Regions from separate parts of the Sus scrofa genome. Here region 2 is linked to region 1. The links are chromatin contacts, called in public Hi-C maps. All regions are on one chromosome and are shown on one strand. Each heading gives the region's core, a stretch centred on a gene start, on an enhancer-like site or on the middle of the called end of the contact. The rest is flanking DNA. Distances are from core to core; before and after follow the strand shown. Region 1 has its middle 36 kb from the start of XIRP1. Region 2 holds the start of CX3CR1 (CX3C chemokine receptor 1).

Region 1 (5,240 bases), core at 1,990-4,489:
TTGCAGAATCTCTCTTGGGATACTAATAATAATCAATAATAAGTAAAATACATAAAATTTGCTTATGTAGTATTTAAAATATGCAATATAAAAATGTATAAATATTATATTTGCTACCCCGTGTATATGTATGTGTGTGTGTGTGTATTTTTTTTTTTTTTTGTCTTTTTGCCTTTTCTTGGGCCGCTCCCTCGGCATATGGAGGTTCCCAGGCTAGGGGTCAAATCGGAGCTGTAGCCACTGGCCTACGCCAGAGCCACAGCAACACAGGATCCAAGCCACGTCTGCAACCTATACCACAGCTCACGGCAACGCCGGATCCTTAACCCACTGAGCAAGGCCAGGATCGAACCCGCAACCTCATGGTTCCTAGTCGGATTTGTTAACCACTGAGCCATGATGGGAACTCCTATATGTATATTTTTGGAGTATATATATATATATATATATCCCCAAACTCTCCTTCATTGTTTATCTTCCCAAACCAAGGATACTCTTCTACATAACCAGCCTACACCCCTCCAAATCAGGAAATCAAAAATGAGCACTGGTTTAACACTAATGCCCTATCCAAAGACTTTATTCAGATTTTACAATTTATCCCAACAATGTCTTTTTCCTGTTTGGTCCATGATCACACTTTGCACTTAATAGTCTCTCCTTCCATCTGGGACAGACAATCTTAGTCTCGCTCTATCTCTACAACCTTAATCATTTTTTCTTTTGTTTTGACCATGCCTTTGGCATGTGGAAATTCCCAGGCCAGGGCTGGGAACTGCACCGCTGTTGCAGCCTGCACCACAGTCAGGTCCTTAACCCGCTGTCCCACAAGGGAACTTCCACCTTGATAGTTTGAAGGAGTAACAGGCCTTTCATTCTGTAGGATAAAGCTCAGCCTGGTTTTATCAGTGTTACCTCAGGATGGGACTCGGACATGCATTCTAGGGAGGAACGTATAGAAGTGATGCTGTCCTCTCACTCACTGCATCTGGAGGCTCATGATGGGTCCCTGTCCTAGTGCTGGTCATGTTCATTGCCATCACTCAGTTTTGTGTTGGCTAGGTTTCTCCACACTCTCATTATTTTCCTCTTTGTAATTGATGAGTATTTTGTGGGAAGGTACTCTCAAAGTATGCCAACATCCTACATTTCATTAAACTCCATTCTTTGACTTAGCAGACATTGATGATTCTTGCCTGAATTAACCACCGTTGTGGTGGTGATCAAATGGCCATTCTCTGTCACCATCATTCCTGTTACATTTATTAGTTGACATTCTTCTGTAAGGAAGAGCTATCCCTTTTCCTTCATGTACTTATGTCACTGTAGGCTCATGGATTTCTATTTTATTCAGTAAATTTAATCCATTATCATCATTATTATTATTATTATATCAAATCGTGCCAGATTTGACTAATAGGAGAGCCTCATCAAAAGTGGATTCTGTGACCTTTTCCTGTGTCCTCATAATTTTTTGAGCAATTCTTTACTTTCTATCATAAGAAAATGTTCCAGGATCATCTTGTAATTTCCCTGCCTCAGCCTTGGTATTGCATTAGATATTTCTCCTAGGAGTTTGAGAGTGGAACTCATTTGGAAACTAAAACCTGGTATTTTGTTGTTTATTGCTTCTGGAGTGTCATCCTTTTGCAGGCCTCCTCAGCATACAGAGGTGGAACGTTTGTGTACAAATACCTGTGTATAGTGTGTATGTGTGTGTGTGTGTGTATTCGACATAAACTGTAACTCTACATTTTGCCATGTACATTTTAAAGGCCATGGATTTGTACTGGTACCTCAAAATCTATAGATACCTTAGGGTTATTTCCAGCCTTTCCTCTTTCCTTCTGTATAACTTCCTTCTGTCAGCTGTCAACAAGAAAACCTTCTTGCATTATCTCCAGTATGGTTATTTCTGTACTTAATCTCTCCGTAAGTAATGGCTCTACCATGCTGATCACCTCCTTGGCTCACAAGAAGAGAGCCTTTGCTGCTACCTTTGTGGCCACTTTCACTCTGAAGAGAAGTGGAAGGAAGGAAAGAGAAGGGAAAGGAAGAGAAAACTAATTTAGGAAGGAGGGAAGGAAGGAATATGCACTTTTTAAAGTTGTCTTTTTATTTATTTTTACTTATTTATTTGGTCTTTTTTTGTCTTTTTAGAACCACACCCACAGCATATGGAGGTTCCCAGGCCATGGGTCAAATTGGAGCTGTAGCCTCTGGCCTATGCCAGAGACACAGCAACGTGGGATCCAAGCCGAATCTGCGACCTACACCACAGCTCACAGCAACACCAGATACTCAACCCACTGAGTAAGGCCAGGGATTGAACCTGAGTCCTCATGGATGCTAGCTGGGTTTGCTAACCACTGAGCCATAATGGGAACTCCTATTTTTATTATTATTTTATTTTATTTTATTTTATTTTATTTGTCTTTTTGCTATTTCTTGGGCCGCTCCCACGGCATATGGAGGTTCCCAGACTAGGGGTCCAATCGGAGCTGTAGCCACCGGCCTACGCCAGAGCCACAGCAACGCAGGATCCGAGCCGCGTCTGCAACCTACACCACAGCTCACGGCAACGCCGGATCGTTAACCCACTGAGCAAGGGCAGGGACCGAACCCGCAACTTCATGGTTCCTAGTCGGATTCGTTAACCACTGCGCCACGATGGGAACTCCCCTATTTTTATTTTTATCTATTTATTTTTAAAAAATATTTTGTCTGCCTTATCTATCTATCTATCTATCTATCTATCTATCTATCTATCTATCTATTTATAGTCCCTTTTGGCTGCCCTGTGGCATATGGAGTTCCTGGCCAGGGATCAGATCTGAGCCACAGTCATGACCTAAGCTGAAGCTGCAGCAAGGCTGGATCCTTAACCCACTGTGCCTGGCCAGGGATCGAACCTGAGCTCCCAAGATGCTGCAGATCCCTTTGCACCACAGTGGGAACTCCAAATTTGTCTTTTTAAACATTATTTTTTAAAAAATCCTTCTGGAAATTTTTCTTTACAGTATGAGGCTGGAATCTCTTTCAGCCTCCTCCCAAGCATAGCATTCAGTTATATTTGTTAAGTAATCTGTCCTTTCTTCTGCTTTAGTTACAGTTCCTCTATCTGTGGTTTGTGTCAGGACACGACTCAAGAATGCAAGGATAGTTCATGCTCCATGTTGGCACTTGCATAGGAAAGTCAAATATGAGGGTGTTCTCCATCTCTCAAGAGCTGAGCAGTTTCTCATCTCTCATGAGCCACAGGACTTACTCATCCTGCTGCTTCTCTTTGCTTCTCCTTCCTTCCGACAGCTTCCTCTCTTTGCACAAGGGCTGCATTGCAAGCCTGTTGGTCTGACTTTACCACTGGACTGCACTTCTTATTAGCTATAGAGTCTCTACAATGCCTATGTTTTGAGAGGATGATCTGATTGTCTCAATCCAGACTATAGATTGGTTCATCTTGGGTCTGGGGTCTGCCTCTGGTCCAGTCATCTTTGGTCAGGGTGGGGAGCAAAATTATAGTAGTTCCTGCGGAGGCCGCTGCAGGGCTGGAGATAAGATGAAGCAGTTTCTCCAAGAAAATTGAGTCGTATGGAGAACACATCTTCTACATTTTGTCATACATTAAGATCTCATAGGACAGCTTTTTCATTGATTTATAGATTTTATGAAATGAGGGCTTTGGAAAAGATTGTATGGATCTGAAAATTAAGGATTGGTTTGGGTTCACATGTCATTATGGGGAAAAACATATCTAAGTCCAGCACTTCAGTTTCTCAGATGAATAAACTGAGACTCAGATGAATAAACTGAGACCCATCATTGTCCTCATCTACATGGCCTGTCAGTGGCATAGCTGGGATTAAGTGAGGGGCCTAGGATGCACAATTTGAGGAGGCCCTCACTCTCAGAGTTGTGCCAGTGCCCTGGGTACTTCCCTTGTCTCACCCAAGGCCCAGCCCAGAGTAGAACAGGGTGCTGTCCACCAGGAGGGAGAGATGGTGTCTGGCTTGGAGGGTTTGGGTGAGGGGGGCTGATGGAGATTTCCCCTTCATTGCTACCTTCAGGGAGAAGTAATTTCCTGAGGAAGTCTGGTTAAGCTAGTTTCCTTAAAGTGAAGGATCTTGTAGCTTGGGACAGCCAATTCCCTGGAGAAGCCTGAATTATCCTGTGTACCCAGGATGCTGAGGGCCCCCTAAGTATGAGCACAGAGCTTCTTGCCCTGGTTATCTTTAGCTGACTGCTGAGGGTTGCAGAATTTCTCAGACCTGGTGATGAATACTTCTCTTTTCTCATAAAAATAGGCTTTCAGTCCAACCAGTCTTGTATGGCCTGTTCTTGCAGAAATTGGACTTGCAGGATTTGGGTTTCTTCGTTTCCTGTCTGTTGCCTGCTTCCTTCATGCACAACTTTTTTTTTTTTTTTTTTTTTTAACCACACAAGAATTTTTTAAAAGTTGTTACTGTCTTTGTAGCTGGTTGAGCCCCCCCCCCCAAAATTGCTAAGACAGCCAGTAAGACAAAGAAGAAATGAAGGATAGAAGAACAAAAAAGTAACATCCTGAAGCACTTTGTGACCTTTCTTTTGCTGCCACCTGGTCCAAGGCAGAATCTTTTTTACCTGGACTCTTGTTCCACTTTGACCCTGATTTGGTATATTCTCAATAAGGCAGCCAGAGGAAGTTGTTAAAATATAAGTTAGGCAAGAAAGTGAAGTAAAAGGCATTGAGGAGTTCCTGTTGTGGCTCAGTGGTTAACAAACCTGACTAGGATCCATGAGGATGCGGGTTCAATTCCTGGCCTCGCTCAGTGGTTTAAGGATTGGTCATTGCCGTGACTGTGGTGTAGGTCAAAGACATGGTTCGGATCCTGCGTGGCTGTGGCTATGGCTGTGGCTGTGGCCAGAGGCTACAGCTCCGATTGGACCCCTAGCCTGGGAACCAGCATATGCTGCAGGAGCGACCCTAAAAAGACAGACAGAAAAAAAAAAAAGGCATTGAGATTGGAAAGGAAGAAGTAAAATTATCTCTATTTCTAGATACCATGATCTTGTATACAGAAAATCCTAAGAAATCCTAAAAAACTATTAGAGCTAATTAATGAATTCAGCAAGGTTGTAAGATACGAGTTCAGCAAGATTGCAAGATATAAATCTATACATTTGGGAGTTCCCATTGTGGCTCAATGGAAACAAATCTGACTAGTATTCATGAGGACTCAGGTTTGATCTCTGGCCTTCCT
Region 2 (5,760 bases), core at 1,466-3,965, 44 kb after region 1:
GTCAGTCTGAGGGCTAAGAGGGGTCGAATTGATTTTAGGCTGGGACTGTTTCCTATCCCGCATCCCTTTGTGAAAACAAAGCCCAAGCAAAGAGGAAGGTGAAGGATGTGAATCCATCACCTCCACCTCCCCGCCAAGCCTAAGTGTCCCTGGAGTTTCCCAAGAAAATGGGGAAGTTTTCATGCCTGCTTTTCACACAGTCCAGTCTTCTTTTCTTTGGGTTCAAGTTTTTTCTTCCTCAAGTTTTCTATTTCAACTATTTGAAAAAGAAAAAGCCTTTTTTGCAGAGGGAGGGCAGGAGGAGAGAAATCCTCAAACTCCCTGGCCTTCCTCTGGACTGGGCTGTGAACTCACAGAGCAGAGACTGCGGTGCCCCGGGGCAGTGACCTGATGTGGGTCACGCAGTGAGAAGTGACAGGCCCCAGCCAGCTGTGGCGCCAGATGTCTTTCCTCCCGTTTTGCATCCACATGTGTGTCTGCTCATACTTTCTTTCTGATGATTGTGTTTTCCAATGACACAGACCTTCTGAGCCCGAGTGTCCCAACAGCATACATCAATATGGAACATCAGAGTTGTGTCAGCAGTTTGTTTTGAAAATAGTTTTCATTATAAATGCAATAGATGCTCACAAAAATATAGATGGGGCAGTTCACACTGTGGTACTACAGTGGGTTAAGAATCTGGCGTTGTCTCTGCAATGGTTTGAGTTGCTGCTAAGGTGTGGGTTCTATCCCCTCAGTGGGTCAAGGATCTGGCATTGCTGCAGCTACAGCGTAAGTTGTAGCTGCAGCTCGTATTTGATCCATCCCTGGCTCAGGAACTCCATGTGCTGGGTGCAGACAAAAAAATGAAATATAAAATGCAGATGGCACAAAAAAGCATGACGTGGAAAGGAAAGATAAAACACAAAACTATCTACAATCCGGCTTCCCAGAGCTAACCACAGCTAGCTTTTAGCTTTCTCATCCTATCTTTATGCATATTTTTAATATTAATATAGAGTATATTTATATCTAAAATGAAAATACTATTTTAAAAGCATTTTATTATACAATTCCTGAACATAAAAAAGCAGAGAGGACCCCGACGCACTCACCACCCAGCTTCCATAATTCGCAACTCATGATCAGTATTTTATCTATTCCTCACTTTATGCCCTACTGGATTATTTAAAATAAATCCAGATGTCATGACATTTTACCCATAAACTTAACTAAGTGTGAATCTCTAAAACAATAAGAAAGACAAAAATAAAATTATTTAAAAATAACTTCAATGTTATTTCTCACCTTAAAAAGTTAATAATTCCTCAGTATCATCCAGATGTGATTTTACCTTTCTAAAAAAATTTATTTTATTTTATACCAGATTTACAATGTGTTGATTTCTGCTGAATAGCAAAGTGATTTAGCTTTTTTTTTTTTTTTTTTTTTTTTTTTTTTTTTTTGTCTTTTTGCTATTTCTTGGGCGCTCCCGCGGCATATGGAGGTTCCCAGGCTAGGGGTCGAATCGGAGCTGTAGCCATCAGCCTACGCCAGAGCCACAGCAACGCGGGATCCAAGCCGCGTCTGCAACCTACACCACAGCTCACGGCAATGCCGGATCCTTAACCCACTGAGCAAGGGCAAGGACTGAACCCGCAACCTCATGGTTCCTAGTCGGGTTCGTTAACCACTGTGACATGACGGGAACTCCATGATTTAGTTTTTTAATGTATATTCTTTTTCATATTACTTTCCCTGATGGTTTATTATACAATATTGAATATAGTTCCCTGTGCTATACAGTAGGACCTTGTTTATTCATCCTACATGTAATCATGGGCAGATGCAATTTTATTTTTTTATTATTATTGTTATTATTATTATTTTGTCTATACCTGTGGCATGTGGAAGTTCCCAGGCCAGGGACTGAACCCATGCCATAGTGCAACCTGAGCCACTACAGTGACAACGCTGGATCCTTAAACCTCTGAGCCACCAGGGAAATCTGATACAATTTTATTTTATTTTGTCTTTTTTAGGGCTGCATCCATGGCGTATGGAAGTTCCCAGGTTAGGGCTGAATCAGAATGTATCCACCTGCCTGTGCCACAGCCACAGCAATGCCAGATCCAAGTGGAGTCTGTAACCTACACCACAGTTCATGGCAATACCATATTCTTAACCCACTGAGCGAGGCCAGGGCTTGAACCTGCGTCCTCTTGGATACTAGGCAGATTCATTTCTGCTGAGCCAGGATGGGAACTCCCTGATACAATTTTAAGTGATGCTTTTTTAAAATGAGCATTTCTCCATGTCCCTGAAATGTAATTACTAATGCTTTTAATCATATTGCATCACATTGAGCAGATCATAAATGATCTAATTACCCACTGTCCTCTCCCCACTTCTCCCAAGCCCCTTGGACATTTAGGTTGCAGTATCCTCAGGAAAATGGTATCGCTTGTTAGGATGTGAAGCAAACCAGCCTCTTTAACCCACTTTGACCTCTGACCAAAGTGCCTCCCCCACCTGGCACCCACAGGGCACCCTCAGGTGCTAACCACATCCTCTTCTCTTACCTGGGCTGGACCTGGGGAGGGAACTTCTGGATGTGCCAATCCGCCACCCTGTCCTGCGAAGACTCTACCAGAGAGTATTTCCCTTTCCCTCCCTCCTTATTTGCAAAGTTAGCCAATAGTGTCTGGTTTCCTGTGAGGTAGACTATGTTTAGATGCTGCCCACGCAAGTTCAGAAGCTCCAGGCTAGAGGCCAGCTGAGACAGGAGGGTCTGAATTCACAAACCTGGGAGCCTAGGGGCACACACAAGCCTGGGGACAGACCAGGAGGGGTTTGGAGGGAGTGATAGCTTGGGGGCTGTGTTATCTACCCCTACCCCAATGTGAGTGGAGGGCAGGGAACAGTGCAGCTCTCCTTAATGATATGCTTCAAGAAAGCCCAGGAACTGAGCCTCAGTTTTCCTGCCAGTAAAAGGGAGCCCATAATACTCACTGGGGTGCAGGTTTGCTGAGCTACAGATTTTCTCTTCAGAGTGTGGTCCCAGCTGGGAACTTATCAGAAATGTAGCACGTCAGACCCTGCCCTAGGCCTCTTGAAGTAAGACTCTGCTTTTTTTTTTTTCCTTTTCGATGCCTTATAGATTTTATTCATGATAAAGAAAATTCACCTCTATGTATCTTTATTTTTTTTTCCCATGTGACTCGCTTTATTATGACATCTGCTTTATTGCGGTGGTCTGGGACCAAACCCACGATATTTCTAAGGTATGCCTATATTGTTTTATAAAAACAAAAAATTTTATTTATTGAAGTATAGTTGATTTATAGTGTTTCAGGTATACAGCAAAGTGATTCAGTTATGCATATATGTATTCTTTTTCAGATTATTTTCCTCTATAGGTTATTACAAGATAGGGAATATAGAGACTGCATTTTAATGACGTTCTTAGGAGATGGTCAACATATTGAGTTTGAGAGGCATTGGCACAGAAAGCACCTACAGAGTGCCTGGCACCTGGTGGGCACTCAATAGCATGTTTCCCCTCAACTCCCTCCTTTAAGGCTCTTTGTGGTTCCCTGTACCCTGCAGTTAAGCCCATGTTGTGTATCTGATGGGCAGTGGTCCAGGCTGCTCCAGTGGGATGTGCCACCCAGTTGGGTCCTGATTTCCAGGCTGTGATCCTTCCCCCAACCCTGGCCAAATGGTTCTCTGACTGGAACTAGAATCTCAACCACCATGGCCACACTGCTTTCCTACCACTTCCTTACCTGCCCGAGTCACATTCAAGGCCAAGACTCCTCCTGGTCACCCCTTCCCAGGGCCTAGCCAGTGTCTGGAATAGGTAGGCCCTCAGTACATGTGTTTATTGAGTGGTTGATGACACCCCCCCCAGGCCTTCCCTGGCTCCTCACTGCCCTTCTCACCACCTGTGCCCAGCACAACCCTGGCTCTAGTCACTGTGGTCCTAAGGGGAGGACTGAACTGCAAGCTCCCCGTCCCCCCGCCCCCACATACCGCTCCTCATCCCCAACACAGACTCTCCAGCCAGGACCAGCTGTGAGTGGGACAGCAGTGCCCCAAGCTGGGTGACCTGCTGGCATTTGAGGAAGTCCACTGCCCAGTTTCCTTTCTCAGTCTTCCCCTGGCCTCAGTGTCAGGCTATCTTCTTGGCCAGGCTAGAATTTGTGCTAAAAATAATCCAAGACTACTGCTGGATTCCCCCACCCCCAGGGAAATTCAATATAGAGGAGCCTGCCCCACTGGGACTGGCAGATAGACTTTACTCAAATGCCTTGAGCTGCAGGAAACTTCAGATGCTTGTTAGTGTTTGTGGACGTTTCTTCTGGATGGGTGGATGTGTATTCCACCTGGACAGAAAAATCCTCTAAAGTAGTTAAAGCCCTCCTTAAGAAATTATTCCCTGAGTTGGATTGCCTACCCCCTTCAAAGCCCTTCAAAGTGATGGTGAGCCTGCTCCTGTCCCCAGGATAACCCAGCAGGGATCTAAAGCATTGCATGTGGGTTGGAAACTACATTCATCCTGGAGTCACACTCAACAAGAAAAATTGAGAAAATGAATCACATATTGAAAAAGAGCATTGCTACCGTATGCCAGGAGACTAATTTATCTAGGAATAAGGCCTCTGCTGTTGCACTGCTATAGAATTGAGTGGCTCCCAGAAGCAAGCTTAAATTAAGCCCTTCTGAAATGTTGGGTGGTGGATTGTTCCAAGTGTCTGCGATCAGGCTAGTAATCCATGTGGCAAGGTTGCTGTGAGGGTTAGCAATGACACATGTAAAGCATGTCAGATGGCGCTTCGTGGCAGGGGTGGTTAGCCATTTCGTTGTTGCAGAGTTGCCCTCTCTGAGCATCTCTGATGTCAGATGGGAACTTCATGGTCAGGCAGCCAACAGGGGAGTCTGTCCTTGTTTCCTATGTTAGGGAATCCCATATGGTTGAGCCCACTGATTGGGAACAATGAGGAGGATGGCTATGACGGCATGTGCAGCTCAGGCCATGGTTTACAAAGCTTTCCCGCAGGCACCAGCCCCTTTTCAGGGCAGGGAACTAGGCCCAAGGCGGTTAAAGGAATAACACAAGGCCACTCAGCAGGTACAGTTTAGAAATTTACATACATGTGGTGTCTGGCTGTTTCTCCGCATATTACCAACCAGAGCAATGCCTCTGAGAAGCCTCAGGGTGGACAACCATCACTCTCCTAAGGGCTTTCTTTTAGCCCTGGGAGAGCAGCTTGTGAGGGAACCAACCAATGGCCAGGGTTGTTAGGCAGGTGGAGGAGGCCAGGGTGGGGGAGTTGGGGAGGGGGAAACCATTTCCTAAATGGAAGCCTTGGGCTCCCCCTTGTGGTTTCTACATGAACTGCTGTCCTAGGCCTGGCTGATGCTGGTGTGGGCAGCAAGGTCCCTTCCATAGCCCTGAGTCAGGCAGACTCTGTGCCAGGCATGCTATAGTCAGAGTCTCATTTGACCCTCAATTCTTGGCTTGCGAACTGGGTGTTCTCAGCTGGTCGCAGAGATGATAAAATAGAGCTGAAGTCAGAGTTTACCCAGGAAAAGAATGCTGAAGCTGGTTCTCGCCTCGTTCAGTGATGGAGTTAGAGACACCCCCTTCCCAATTCTGAATTTGTAAAGGCTGTTTAAAATCAGACTCCCATAGGAGTCCCCAGTGGCACGGCGGGTTAAAGTTCCATCCTTGTCACTGCAATGGCTTGTGGTACTCCTGTAGCACAGGTTTGA

Evidence for each region. Hi-C and Micro-C count contacts between places; a contact is called where the count stands out from the background.
Region 2: a contact with region 1 is called in a Hi-C map of alveolar macrophages, with 1.8 times the contacts expected there. The contact joins the promoter of CX3CR1 here to the enhancer-like site in region 1. A contact is called at or near these places in 5 of 47 Hi-C or Micro-C datasets (alveolar macrophages, blood, brain and 1 more).

The regions. Positions count from the first base shown.
Region 1 is chr13:23,910,227-23,915,466 of Sscrofa11.1, forward strand. No RefSeq gene overlaps it. Among named protein-coding and RNA genes, the nearest start is that of XIRP1, 36 kb to the left of the region's middle. Within about 2 kb of position 3,240, at least 5 of the 83 cell types and tissues checked have an H3K27ac peak or open chromatin away from gene starts, as enhancers often do. A contact at or near this core is called in alveolar macrophages, where this site is marked.
Region 2 is chr13:23,954,852-23,960,611 of Sscrofa11.1, forward strand. It overlaps CX3CR1 (CX3C chemokine receptor 1), which reads right to left and starts at 2,716. Exons shown (of 2, transcript XM_003358374.4): 1 at 2,565-2,716. LOC110256576 (a long non-coding RNA gene) reads left to right here. Exons shown (of 3, transcript XR_002338216.1): 3 at 1-646.